Linked DNA regions of Sus scrofa: all the other regions are linked to region 2. A link is a contact called in public Hi-C and HiChIP or PLAC-seq data. All regions are on one chromosome and are shown on one strand. The core of a region is the stretch at or near the end of the contact, and the rest is flanking DNA. Distances in the headings are between cores, read along the strand shown.

The links. Hi-C and Micro-C count contacts between places; a contact is called where the count stands out from the background. HiChIP or PLAC-seq counts read pairs in DNA pulled down with a chosen protein or histone mark.
Region 1: a contact with region 2 is called in a Hi-C map of liver, with 2.3 times the contacts expected there. The contact joins the promoter of NEK1 here to the promoter of MFAP3L in region 2. A contact is called at or near these places in 1 of 5 promoter capture datasets (liver) and 18 of 47 Hi-C or Micro-C datasets (alveolar macrophages, brain, embryonic fibroblasts and 11 more).
Region 3: a contact with region 2 is called in an H3K27ac HiChIP or PLAC-seq map of alveolar macrophages. The contact joins the promoter of CLCN3 here to the promoter of MFAP3L in region 2. A contact is called at or near these places in 1 of 5 promoter capture datasets (liver), 3 of 47 Hi-C or Micro-C datasets (liver, mesenteric adipose tissue and skeletal muscle) and 1 of 2 datasets of contacts at active chromatin or transcription factors (alveolar macrophages).

The regions. Positions count from the first base shown.
Region 1 is chr14:20,142,064-20,146,677 of Sscrofa11.1, reverse strand. NEK1 (serine/threonine-protein kinase Nek1) reads right to left here and starts at 2,047. Exons shown (of 33, transcript XM_021072853.1): 1 at 1,955-2,047; 2 at 1,487-1,604.
Region 2 is chr14:19,823,255-19,828,091 of Sscrofa11.1, reverse strand. It overlaps MFAP3L (microfibrillar-associated protein 3-like), which reads right to left and starts at 2,956. Exons shown (of 4, transcript XR_002338663.1): 1 at 2,734-2,956.
Region 3 is chr14:20,124,666-20,129,044 of Sscrofa11.1, reverse strand. CLCN3 (H(+)/Cl(-) exchange transporter 3) reads left to right here and starts at 1,885. Exons shown (of 13, transcript XM_001926134.7): 1 at 1,885-2,125.

The sequences.
Region 1 (4,614 bases), core at 798-3,297, 320 kb before region 2:
AATGCTGCCTAAATCAATTTCTCGGGTTAAAATTCTTCAACAGTTTCTCCATTTCCAAACTTCAAACGCTGACATTCAAAATCTTTCTGTGTGGCATCACTCTTTTCAAGTATGTCAACTGAGCTCCAAAAAATATTATAGCCTGTAGTCAAGTTAGACATCTTTCCTCATATTTTACTAAGAATGTCTTTAAGCCACAACTACATTTGACATGGCAAAATTCTGTGCACCAAATGTGAAAAATGTCAGAGTATATGAATGAAAAACTGTATCCCCACCAATGTAGAACATTAAGCCTTTTCAGCTCTTTCAGTTATTTGACAGACAAGCAAAATGTCCTGAAGGGAAACAATGGTAAAGGAATGTCAACAGATTTCCAGAAGCCCATGTGGTACAGTCTGCAACTGCAATCCACACATATAGCTCTCCTAAAACAATAAATGCCATTTTGGACTGTGGGAGAGGGACAAAATATCTCCTCAATGAGGGAAGTCCCTGCCTTATTTCTCATAATTCAAAAAAGCAGAAAGCAGAAATGGAATTCCTATTACACTTTTTTCAAAATACGTTTTTTCTTCTCTTTAGGTCTATTCCTCTCTCTAAGACAATTCAGATAACAATTAACAACTTTCCTAGTGGAAAATACCAACATGTAAAGTTTATATTCATGAAATGGTGTCATGTCCATGACTTAGGTTAGAGGTAGGACACTAGACAGAGTAAAATTAACTTTGAATACAACGCTAATTTATTATTAAAATGACCTCAAAACAACTCCTGTGGCCAACTTCTGTAACCTTTAGTAAACGCCTAAAGGTGACTCAATGTGCAAAAACCTGTTATCCCACAAAATAGGCTCCTTACCTTTCAATATTAAAACAGATCTGTGGATCCTCTAATGTCAGACAAATCTACAGCAGAAACAAAGAACTAATTCTCTCCTTATCTGGCATCCCTCCATGGTGTCTACAATACTGCTGCATCATAAGAAAAGGCCATTACCAGCATATACTGGATATTACCTTCAACCCTTCATATGATTATTTCTGATGTAATTTACCATGGCAATAAAAACTCTTCCGCTTCTTGGGGACAGACCTTATATTAGAAAATAAAAATTAGGCCTGTATAAAAAAAAGTTACGATGAACTCTAACAGAACTTTTAATTCTCTACATACAGAAATTTTAAGCATGTAGAAATTATACATGAAGAAATTCTAAGAAATATAAATGACTTACCGGTAACAACACTTCTATTATTTTAAATCCATTATCACTGCAAGTTTTTAAATAATGTCAAAGAGTTGCTTAGTAACGCACACTGTTCCCTGGAGAATTAACACTGAAGAGATGCGGTTACTATTTCCCGTGCACTTCAGGTGAGGATCCCTGCAACCTCCACATCAGAAAGTCTAGACAAGGGCTCCCCGTTTCCAAAATGACTGCACTGTTCTGCACGTCGCCGCTTCCCTGAGAGCCACTCACCTTGGACCCAGGTCGTGGGCAGCAACGGCCGTGAGGGTCGATAGGCGCCGACCGTGTCGCCGTATTCCCGCGGGGTCAGCGAGGCAGAAGCACTCTCCCGCGGTCCAAAAAGGACATCCTGAAAAAGAACCGAGTTCGTGACCGCAGCGCCCGGCCCCGTCAGGAAGTGGCGGTGGGATCCTGCCGGTCCCCCACTGCAGCCCGCGCCGCCCGGGCCAACGCCCCGGGACACCGGTCCGCGCCACCGGGAGGCACAAACTGGCTTCCCAGCCCCTGGCAACGGCGGCGGGGGGAGTGCCCCGGGCGCCGCCCCCCAACTTCTCAGACGCGGCTGCCGGCGGCCTCACGAAGCAGACTCATTGGGTTTGGGGGCTATCTGCCGGCTTTTCCCCCGCGCCGCGCCACGCGGGCGCTGGACACCGGGCGACGCAAAGAAGAGCTGGGCAGTTCAAGCTCAGGACTCCATACCCGGCGCCCCAAAATCTGTAGCCAGTGCAGAGGGCGGGGCGTCCCCGGCGCGGCCGTGTGACGTCAGCGCGCGGGAGCCGACGCGGAGCGGGGGTGGCCGGGAAGGATGGGCGAGTCGTGGGTGGGGCGGGGCGGGGCGGGGCGGGGCGGGGCGGGGCGGGGTCTGGGTAGGACTGGGCCTGGGCGGGGCGGGGAGGGGCACTGCAGGTGCTTGAGGAGCGGAGTGGAGAGGTTCAGCCGGTTGGCTCCCTCGCGAGAGTGCAGCACAGAGGAGGGCCAGAACCTGCTAGAAAGTGGTATGGAGTAAAGCATATGATAAACTCGTGCATACACGTACTACAAAGAGAAAGGGACTTTTTTAACTTGGATGTTTTTTAGGATGCCACGTTTTGAAAACTAGTTTTGCTTTAAAAAGCAAGTTTTAGAGTTCCCATGTGGCTCAGCAGAGACAAACCCGGCTAGTATCTATAAGGAGGCGGGTACAATCCCTGGCCCCACCCAGTGGGTTAAGGATCCTTTGTGGAGAGCTGTGGTGTAGGCTGTAGTAGTCGCTCAGATCTGGTTGCTGTGGTTTAGGCCAGTAGCTGTAGCTCCAGTTCAACCCTTAGCCTGGAAATTTACGTTTGCTGAACCTGTGGCCCTTAAAAAAAAAGGCAAGCCTGAAGTGAAATAAGTCAGAAACAAGTACTGTATGTTATCACTTCCATGTGGAATCGAAAAAAAATAATACAAACTAATGAATACAACAAAAAGGAAACAGACTCATGGATGTAGAGAACAAATTAGTGGTCACCAGGGGGAGGGCTATGAGAAAGGTATGGGTATAGACACAATTGCTATATAAAATAAATAAGATACTATTGTACAGCACAGAGGAATATAGCTATTATTTTGTCATAACTATAAATGAAGTATAACATAAAAATTTTGAATCACTATGTTGTACATCTGAAACATATAATATTGTACATCAATTATACCTCAATGAAAAAAATAAATAGAATGTTTTTTAAAGCAAGCGTAGCAGTTCTCTTGTGGTTCAGTGGGTTAATGTTCCAGTGTTGTCACTGCAGCAGCTTGGGTCACTGCTATCACTCTGGTTTGATCCATGACCAGGGAATTTCCCCATGGCATGGGTGCAGCCATAAAAAATGAAATTAAAAATAAAATAAAAGCAAGCCTATTCTTAGTCTGTCTTGGATGGTTGAAGCAAGAAACTATTTTTAGGTCTCAAAAAAATTAAGTACAATGTGATTTAAAAAGAAAAAATTTTAAAAAAACTAATAAATATAATTTTCTACACTATCATATCTAATAGGTTCTGCCCGTGTATTGAAAGATTTAGTAGTCTAACTACCTTTCTTCATTGCAAGACTTTCAAAGATAGAGACAGTCTTTTCTGTAATAACGGATCATGCGCAGTGTCACCCTGGGTAGCCCTTTGGCTAAACTGCCTTCCCTAGAGTAATCCCAAGATACTGGAGAATCCAAACCTGAAGCTGAAGGAGGATGATGGTGTATCCACCTTAGTTACCCTCCAGGTTGTATGTGTTGTATGTGGCATGGAGGAGTTTTGCCAGAGGCCTCAGGTGTAAATGATTCAGATCTTTGCTACCAAGAAATCTGCTTCCTTCTCTCTCACCAAAACACCAAGGACTGAGACCTTTCTGGGTTCCCCTGCCAGTCTGGCTTAGTCGTGCTTAAACGAGATGCTTTATTGCTGGCATGGAAATTGAACTCTTTTTGCCTCTTTGCCAGAAGATGGCACTGCAAGTCATCCAACCTGGCAATCTGGGGACGTCTGCTTTAGTATGCCCCCTTAGTCTCCCTGCAAAAGACCTGTTTTCCTCATTTCCTGACTTCTAGGTTAACCTCCTGTGTCCCCGCCCACCCCCAGTTAGTAGGAATTTTGTCTTAATGCACAGTAATTCCAATTCCACCCACATTCCTTTGTACAGCAAAGCAATGTGAAAACGTTGCCATTGCTAATCTAAGTAAATTCCTCTTTGCAGCTTTCATGAAGAATGATTAGTCAGATACTTCTTTAGGCTCCTATCATAAACTGTTGGTGAGCACATAAACTGCTGTTGTCTTTGCAGAAGGAATGCTACCAATAGGCATATCCTTGACAGCATATTCACTTCTAAGACAAGTGGGCAGAGATACATATACAAGGTAACCATCAGTGTTTATAAGCAAAAAAATTCACAACCCTCTAAGTGTCTAACCATAAGAAATTGACTGAATACATTGCAATATATCCAAACAATGGTGTATTCTGAAAACATTAAAAAGGATGATTGGGATCTGTTTTTATTGACATAGAAAAGTGCCCTTGATTTATTGTTGAATAAATCAGGTTACTTTTTAACAAAGCAAAGGCGTGCCCACAGGGCAAAATGCCAAACTCTGACATTGGGAGTTTGCGGCAAAGGCTTTATTACCCTCCCCAAGCAAGGGAGTGGAAGACAAGCCTCAGACTGAATCCCTCTTGGTGCCTGAGTTGGGTTTTGTTTTGTTTTGTTTTGTTAAAGGGAAGAACAAAGAGGCTGAGGCTAATCATTGTCTCGTGACATGTCTTAATCTCGGTTTCAGGAGTCAGGATGTCTCTGGTTTATGACTCTGGTCCGGTGGTCCATGGCAAGCGGCAGGGTGTGAGT
Region 2 (4,837 bases), core at 1,707-4,206:
CCTGTATCACAGCTGATGGCAATGCCGGATCCTTAACCCACTGAGTGAAGCCAGGGATTGAACCCGCATCCTCATGGATACTAGTCGGGTTTGTTATTGCTGAGCCATGAAGGGAAATCCTGTTTCTAACTTTAATGTGATTTGCCATAGATCACAAATGCTGTCACTGTCCTCCTGGGTGTGGCTAGAGAAGGGCAAACCCTACCCCCAGTGCTTGGTTAGACACTGAATTAGTGAGGTGACATTATCCTCACACTATTTCTGAATTCCAAATAAGCGATAACCATTAAACACATTTGACTGTACTGTGTTGAGGGTTAAGAGCAATATTTATTTGGTATTTCTGTATCTGCAAGTTCTTGCATTTAAAAAACAAAGAGAAAATTTCAAATGAAGCAAAGTTTAAACAGCCTCAAGTATTTAAACTGCAAAGCAAACAAGGAGTTGAATGAAGTTCTTTTGCTTGAATGAGGGAAGCTCTATTTTTAATGGCAATAGTTTGCCTCCAGTATCTAATGTGACTAACACCACCACGCAGTACAGAAATCTAAAGGCATGGAATTAAAAGTAAAAGCTATGGGCCCAGCAGTTGAGTTGCAAGAACCCAACAGTTAGGTACAAACAGAAGAAATTATCACCTGTTTCTGAATTTGAATACAAAGTCTCCTCTATTTTTTTTTTTTTCCCATTAGTGTTAATAAAACCCCTCTTTGACCTAAATCCTGTTGGTTTTGTTAGTTTTAGGTTAGGAGAATGTGGAGTTCTAAAGCGAAGAGTGGTGTTTAAATATGCCTTTTGTTAAATTTCATTGTCTAATACTGAACAAATAGGATTTTTAGATCCAGAAGGTGGCCTATGGACCTGTACTACACCTCAGGTTTACAAATGGGAAAGCTGCTTCCTCCAGGTAAGAAAAAAGCTCTGGGTGAGGGGAGACTTCCTAGCTTCCCCTTGGGAATGCAGCCTGAGAACACAGGATCAGCTGTACATATATGCAGTGCACATAGCAGATTTTGAATCTGATGCATTTTTACAGGAAAGGGAAGCATACTTTCTCAGCATTTGTGTTGGGTTTGCTTTTTGCTTTTTTCTCAAACTTCCAAATTTTTCTATACGTATAGAAAAACACATAGGGGCAATAAACACCAGCAACCAAACTCATTGGCTAAAATGGAGAGCTGTGGGTCTAATCTGCAGAAAGAGTAATCGTGTTGCTCTTGTTGTTGGGACATTTCCAGCCACTCCTGTTATGAAATCTCGGTCACGTATAGGCTCGGCACAGAGCCCATGTGGGGAAATCATCTGGAGGATCTGGAATGAGGGCTGAAGCATCTCAGGCAAGAACAAACATTAAAAGGTACTCACAAGCCAATGAAAAGAGAATCACCTCAAAAGTCCACTAAGGTCTACGATGAACGCAAACAAGACATTTTGTAATAAGCTTAATAAATAAAACAATGGAACCCACTAAGAGGTAGTTATGGGAACCAGCTGGAGAGTTAAAGCTTTAGTTAGAGGTAGAACTAGTTCCTATTAGAATAAGGATTGTTTGCCTTCCTCCTAAAATCAGTAATCCTAAGCATGGTAATGGTAAGGATGTTTTATGAAGGAAAAAAGTGTTTTATAAATAACCAACAGAAATGGCGGTGGACCTACAAACTGCGTTCTCTATGAAAATAATATGCCCAGTAAAACTATGCTGTTCTTACTCCCTTCTGAAAATAAATTTTCTTCCATCTTGCATTTCCCCCTGACAATTTTACTATGTTCGTATAGTAGCAACTGAAAAAAAGTGTTTCATTTAGAAACAAAAGTGAGAAAACTTTTGCAAAAAACATTGAGCTTCTGCAACTACGTTTCCAAATCTTATTATAAAGCCAAAATAATGCAAAAAAAGATGGCTACAGTAATCCAACTTTTCTGTAACAAGCATACTTAAACACAATGACAATTCAACCATAATACATTATTTTCTACAGTGAGACGATAAGGGACCTGCAAACATTTTTCTTTTTTGCTAGCTTGCTTTATAAATCTTGCAACTTGCAAGCTCAAGTTTTTTGGAGGGGAAGACTGGTTAATGGTCGAGCTTAAAATAAATCAGCTCTGCAATTACTCTGTTTTTTAAGCCGATGAAGCATATTTCCCCATTCCACGCCAGGAAGCAATTCGATGTCAACTTGCTATGGAGTCAAATGCGACAAACTCCAAGAGCTCCAGCGGAGGCGGCGGCTGCCGGCGCCCACAGTTCCCCGCACCCCTGCGGCACTAGGACGCGGCGCCCGCCTGGCTCAGGACGTGCCACCCGCACTCAGGGCCTGCACCCCCCTCCTTGTTCTGGGGACACTGAGAGCCGGTGACCCAGGTGACCTATAGTCGGCGAAGGCCCCGCCGCGGCTTGGCGTTCCCTCTCCCCGGAGACCGGGAGGCTCCTCGGCAGCGTGCGGCGAATACCACGCTCCGAGTCGTAGGAGGGCTATAGCGGCAACCTGGGACACAGTGTCTCCAACCCGCCGCTGCCGGATGCTCCTGCAAGGATCCCGAAGCATCTTGCGACCCAGGAGGAGCCCGCCGCAGGGACCTGGGCGCCTCCCGGCGTGCAGCCCCGGCCGCGGGCTCCTTCAGCCCGAGTGCCCCAAAGTTGCGCGGCCCCGGCGCTGGCGGTGACTCGGCCACCACGCGGTGCGGGGCTCCCCGCCGCCCAAGCCCCCGCCCGCGCCCCGCCAGCCTAACCTGACGTCGCCTCGCCACCCCGGCGACCGCCGCGTGCTCCTCGCCATGGCCAGACCGGGAGCCGCGCCGCGCCGACGCCCGGCAACCTCTCCAGCGGCCGCCTCTGCCCCCGCGCCGGCGTGCGGGCTGCGGGCTGCGGGCTGCGGGCTGCAGAGCCTCGCTGAGCCCAGCCTCCCGGAGCAGAGGAGCAGCCGGGCGGAGCATGCCCAGTGCGCGCAGCGCGGCGCCGCCGGGTCTTCGCTGCAGCGCGGCGGGGCGGGGCGGGCGGCGAGGCCGGGGGCTGTGGACCGGCCCGCCGGGGAGGGGCCAGGGAGAGGGGGGCGGCCCCTCGGTCAGCGCGGCCCGGAGGCCAGACCCGGTGCCCAGCTCCCCAGCGGCGCCTGCCCTGGGCTGTAGTACGGGAGCCTCGGCAGTCTCGGGCGAGAGTTTCGGGAGAGGGTCCCGAGATCCCGCCTTGCGGGGTTCGGAACCCGGCCCTGGCCCGCGACTCGGACCTACCCCGAGCAGGGCCCCGGTGAGGCCGCGGTGCCCCCGCTTTCAGAGCCCCGCCGCGCGCGGAACCGCAGGAGCAGGACGTCCACCGGCGGTTTGCGAGCGGCGGGCTCGGGATTCTAGGCTTCTCCTATTGTGACTATTTGTAGTTTGTAAGTTTTTTTCTAGTGAACACTGTGGTGCTTTTTCATTAAGAGCGGCGATTTTTTCAAGGCGCCTGCAGAAGTTGAGCGGCCCGGCCCCGCAGTGTGAGCGGCCCCTTTCCAGACTGCAGGACTGCGCGTTCCTGGGCCCGGGACCCGCTCCTCCTCCCTCGGCTCCCCGGCCGGCCCCGCCCCGCCCCCGCCCATGCCCCGCCCTCCACTCCTGACCCCGCCCCTCCCCCGGCTGCGGCGAAAATCCGGAGTGGCGGATTGCCCTCTGCTCCGCGGGAGCCGGCTGTGGGCTCCTGCAGGAGCGGTGCCGGGGTGCGGCTGACGCCGCTCCGCGCTCCCTCTTCTCACTCTGTCCTGGGCGAGCCACGCGGGGCAGCGCCGCGACCCCAGCCGCCGGCCCTGCCTCAGAAGCGGGTCAGGACCCGACTGAGCATGCTCGCCCTCCAGCGCAGCGTGGCTCGACCAGGTGGACGCTGCCGGGACCCGGGGTCGGACCGCGCAGGGGAGGCGCAGGTGCGTGGTCCGGCCGCAGGTGCAGGGGACCTGGCTGGAAGGCGGGGGAGGGGCATCTGGCCTGCAGGTGAGTCACAGCCTGATAGGAACTGGAAATCCTATTTCAACGTTAGCTCGTAGAACTTTCAGCTCGTTTCTCTTTCAGGAAACCTAAACCCTTCATACTTTTCTCATACTTAACAAGCAGTCTTTACAATTGCACTAGGACACGAAATTTTTACTTTATTTTTTTCTTGCCAGAGACTAAGGTCTATGTCCTCGCTCCAGGGTCTTTCTGCACTGCCGCATTCCTTTTCCCTCAGGCAGTTCAGTCTCTGAGACTCCGCTTCGCATTCTCCCCAGAACCTCGCTCCACCTCGGATGCGCTTGAGGTGGGCATAGGAATTTGCTTCGAAGCCTGTAACGGAAAAGAAGACGGGAATGGAGGGCTTACAGGGAAGAGATTTCACAGGTTCTAGATGAATAAACTCAACCCAGACAGATGCTTTCAGGTGAGTGGGGTGTTGTCTGTTTCCTGGCGGGGGGAGGGGGCGCTGCCCTGCAAGGCTTGGTGCGATTGTTTCCCCCTCCGCCCCATCCCCTTTCTACCGCCAGGGTGGCTTCACTTCCATCCCTCTGCTTGTCCAGCCCCGGCTGGGTGCCAGCGTGCGTGGGGACACCACCTGTGGAGGAAGGTCACTCCTGGGCAGAGTTTGCTGCGAAGCTACTTTAGTAGCTTCCGCAGAACCCTGTCTTATGCTGGAGGCACCTGCATCCTCCTCCTGAGGTGTGAGGCCCCATTATTTCGGTTCTGTGAGAGCCCTGTTCTTGAACTTGCTTAGGCCTCTTGGAGGTCCACACCGGAAGCCCGGCATCCCGCCTCCTCAGTTTGGCACAGCACACATATGGACGTTATCCCAGGTTCATTCACCTGCTTCCCCTGCCATCCATCTAGTCACCGCCTG
Region 3 (4,379 bases), core at 636-3,135, 300 kb before region 2:
GTGTTATAGGACCCTGCTTAAAGTGCTTTTATGTGATGTGTTATGTGCAGCTATCAAAAAGGAGTTGAATCTAGAATGTTGATATCAATGCTTATGGAGTGCTATGTGCCACCAAGATACAAAAAAGAATATGTAGATCGGATATTCATTACTTTCTTGTGCTTTTACTGGAAGGACCCAAAGGGTACATTGTCAAAAGCATTAGTGTTTGATACAGAGTGTGAATCTTTGGTAGGGAAGCCATAAGCTTCTCTTGCACACCCCACTGTACAACACTCAACAGTAAAGTCTCCTCCAGCACCTATCCCTCCACCTTCTCTCGGTCAACCCAGCTCCTTTCCCTCTCTTTCCTCCCTCAAAAGGAAAACAAACTCCTCTTCCTTCATGGGCTTCCCTGAGCTCTATGAACTGGCTGATGCACATCTGGTGTCTCCCACCTGAAACACATACCAAAAAGTCTGGCCAAGCCAAGGCAGTTATCTTTCTACACGGCCACTAGTTTCTTCCATCTTTTTATGTATAAATACGTAAAATAAAGTTTCCTCCATCTTTTTATGTATGTAATATCTTTGTATGTGCTAAGAAAGTCCCTGGAAATATAGCCAAGACATAATTAATGGTATCTATCTTGGTGTCTGGTACTAAGGTTGGCCAGGCTGTGCAGGATGGCATCGCATTTCATGCTTTTTCCTTCCAAAAATTTTAAGCCATTGTGTTAGTTTTTCAAGGCTGCTGCCACAAAGTACCACAAACAGGGCGCAGGGGTGGGGGGTGGGAGTGTCTTAAAACAACAGAAATTTACTCTTGCACAGTTCTGGAGGCCAGAAGTCTGAAATCAAGGTGTCCACAGGGTTATGCCCTCCTGGAGGGCTCTCTGGAAGAATTCTTCCTTGTGTCTTCCAGCTTCTGGTGCTGAGTTCCAATCTCCGCTTCCATCTTCATATGCCCATTTTCCTGTATGTCTGCCTCTGAGTCTCTATGAGAACACCAATCCTACTGAATTAGGTCCCACCTTAATGACCTTACCTTGATCACATCTGTAAAGACCCTATTTCTAAATCAAGCCTCTTGGGGGTGGGATGGGGGGCAGGATCTTCTCTGGGGACAAGGTCAGCCTATGCTAGCCGTAATTATTTTTACAATCAAAAAACAAACTGGAGTTCCTATTTTGGCTCAGCAGGTTAAGGACTGGACATAGTCTCCCTACGGATGCAGGTTCAATCTTGGCCTGGCTAGTAGGTTAACGATCTGGTGTTGCCTGGTGTTGCCTGAGAGGTGCGGTGTAGGTCACAGATGCAGCTCGCATCTGGTGTTGCGGTGGCTGTGGTCTAGACCTCTAGCTGCATCTTGGATTGGATTCGTAGCAGGGGAACTTCCGTATGAGGCAGGTGTGGCGGGTAGAAAGAAGAAAAATAAACAAAGGCACACTATTCAATGGGCAGCATTTTACATGGCAACTTGTCTGGTCTCTTTAAAACATCAATATTATGAAAAATAAAAGTGACTTAAGAAACATAAACAAAATTCGATGTTTAAAACTTGACTGGATCCTGGTTTGAAAAAAAGGTCTGAAAAAGATTATGTTGTTGAAAATTGGCAAAACAAATATATATTTATCATCAGATGATATTAGGGATTTATTGCTCATTTCCTCGTTGTGATATTGTGATTGTGTCACCACGGGGCGGACAGCACAGCGCGAGGGATGTGACCAACTGTTAGGGAAGGGACGCCCCCCTAGCTGGCTCCGCCCCCTCAGGTGCCCCGGCCTCGCCCACCGCCTCCCCATGGACCGCCTCCTGCTTCTACAAGACCCTCCCACTGCTCCCAAGCGGCCCAATGGGCGCCGACGCGACTCCGACGGGGGGCCGGACGCCGAACGGCCGTTCACGGCTACGCGGTGACGTCAGGCGCCGACGCACCTGTCGGCCCTGCTCTCGCGGCTCCTGTCGGCTTCGTGGGGTCGGGTGGGTCGGGCCGGGGTCCGGAACCGCAGCCCTCCCCGGCGGTGCATTGAAGCCCGCAGCCGGAGTCGGGCCGGGTGATGAGGAGTGCTGGGTGGCTGGCCGCTCCTGTTCCTTCTGGAGTTGGAGCATGGCTGCAGCTGTAGTGCCTCCGGAGGGAGGTGAGCTGGGGCGGTCGCGTTGGACTCGGGGCAGCGGGTGGAGCCCAGGGCCCCGAGCGTCCGGTCCCGAGTCGCGGCGGGCTGGGCCGCTCCTGGGCCGGGCGGACCTGCTTGACGCTGACCCCGCTTCCGCACAGGTGTGAGCCCGCGCCCCTTCTGAGGTCCCTGCCTCCTTCGGGAGCCGCTGTGGACCTTGAGCAGAGCGGACCGAGGCTCCAGGGAGGGGTGGTGGTGCGCTCCCGCAGAGGGGTTTACTTCGCGACATGGGCCCAAGTTTAAAGTTAATGTTCAGCTTCTCGGGTTTTAGTTTAGATTTAAGTGTATGTCAAGACAAAGTTTGTGTATGTAGATAACATTCGTGTCTTGACTTAGACCGGAAGCTACCTTAGACCCAGAAATTAACTTTGTATAAAATACGCTTTTTTGGTAGAGTATTTTAAAACAAGCACATAGAAGATAATTACATATACCTCAGTGCGTATTAGAGGCTGAAATTTGCTTCCGTTCAAGAAAATTCTTTATAAAAATGAAAACAGTGACCCTAACTTTGTTTTTTTTTTTTTTTTTTTTTTTTTTTGGTTATTCTGAAGTTCAGTTCTTGCAACTATAAACTTTGAGCTATGCAGTTCAGTTACTGCAGCATCACTGTGGTTTATGTCATTGATTGTCGAACCTTTCCAGATGCTTTTCTTTTCACCTCTCAGGAGTTAATTTAGAAGATTCTTAATGAGGTAGGCATGGAAATAATTTACTGATGTCAATTTTGCTTGCCTTGTGAGTCCCTAGAAAATCGGTAGCTATCTAGAGTGCAGATAGGAGTTAAAATGCTCCTGCATGTGTTCTTGATATTCACCTCAAAAGGTGTTGTTGATTGTTTTGCTGTTACATAGTATAGCTTAAAAACCAGGTAAACCCTATAGGTTTTTCCTTAGATTGAGTAATTTATGACCTCTGGTTACTAGGAACAGCCCCTTTTGGCAGAATCCCTGACAGATTGCATCTCCTCCCACACCTTACCCCCCACACTCTTCAAAGATTGATTCTTTGCTTGAAAAACAGGTCAAGATATGTTAAAAGGTCAATATGAATGTGTAGTACCTACATCTTTACTTGGAACTTGTGTTATAGCATGAGTTTTCAAGCATATGTAGCATATTAGGAATGCTGATATTTAACCTGGTTTTGGATATATGCAGTTCGGGGGAAAGATTTGCTGAAATTACGGTTTTATGTTAGTGACTTGGCTGTTTTCCAGGTCATGTTGGTGATGGGCTTTCCATTTCCTGTTGTGACATGTTGGTAATAATTTTCGGTCTGCTCAGGAAGCCAGATTTGATCTCTGTGGTGGGTCAGATATCAAAGCAGTATCCTGTGAGGTTTGGCCACTGTCACTGCTTTGTAGAACTTGCAGCTTAGTTTTTAGTCAAACTTTTCAGCAGTGGATATGTTACTATTTTATTTTATTTATTTAGTCTTTTTGCCATTTCTTGGGCCACTCCTGCGGAATATGGAGGTTCCCAAGCTAGGGGTCGAATTGGAGCCGTAGCTGCCGGCCTACGCCAGAGTCACAGCAACTCGGGATCCAAGCCACGTCTGCAACCTACACTGCAGCTCACGGCAACGCTGGATCCTTAACCCACTGAGCAAGGCCAGGGATGGAACTTGCAACCTCATGGTTCCTAGTTGGATTCGTTAACCACTGAGCCACAACGGGAACTCCGATACGTTACTATTTTATTGAGTGAATTCTGTGATTCAGAGTCTTTCCTAAGTGATTTTGTGAATTATCTCAGTTCACCTTGAAGTAGGTGCTTTCATTTTTCCCACTGTAGGGGTGTGGAAAATGAGGCATAGAGGATTTGATTAATTTCCATAAGATCCCAGTCATTGTCAGAACTGAGGCTGAAGCCAGGCAGTGTGTTTCATTTTCACGTGTATCTAAACATTGTAGCTGTTATATATTTTGATTTTTAAAGAGAAATGTTCTTCAGCTAAGTATAAAATGAAAGATTAAAAAAAAAAAAGATGAACCCAGTAGGTAAACTGCCCTTGTGCATTACTGAAATACAGAGATTTGATCTGCAACTTTGATTGGAACCAAGTCAGGCAAATATCTTTCTTTTTTTTTTTTTTTTTAAGATCCTTTCAGTTTATTCTTTCAACAAATAATAAGTACCTACAAACTAGGTACTCTGAGTACAGCGTATTCCTCTGAATAAAGAATAGGGGAGGAGGTTGGAATTTTGAATAGTGT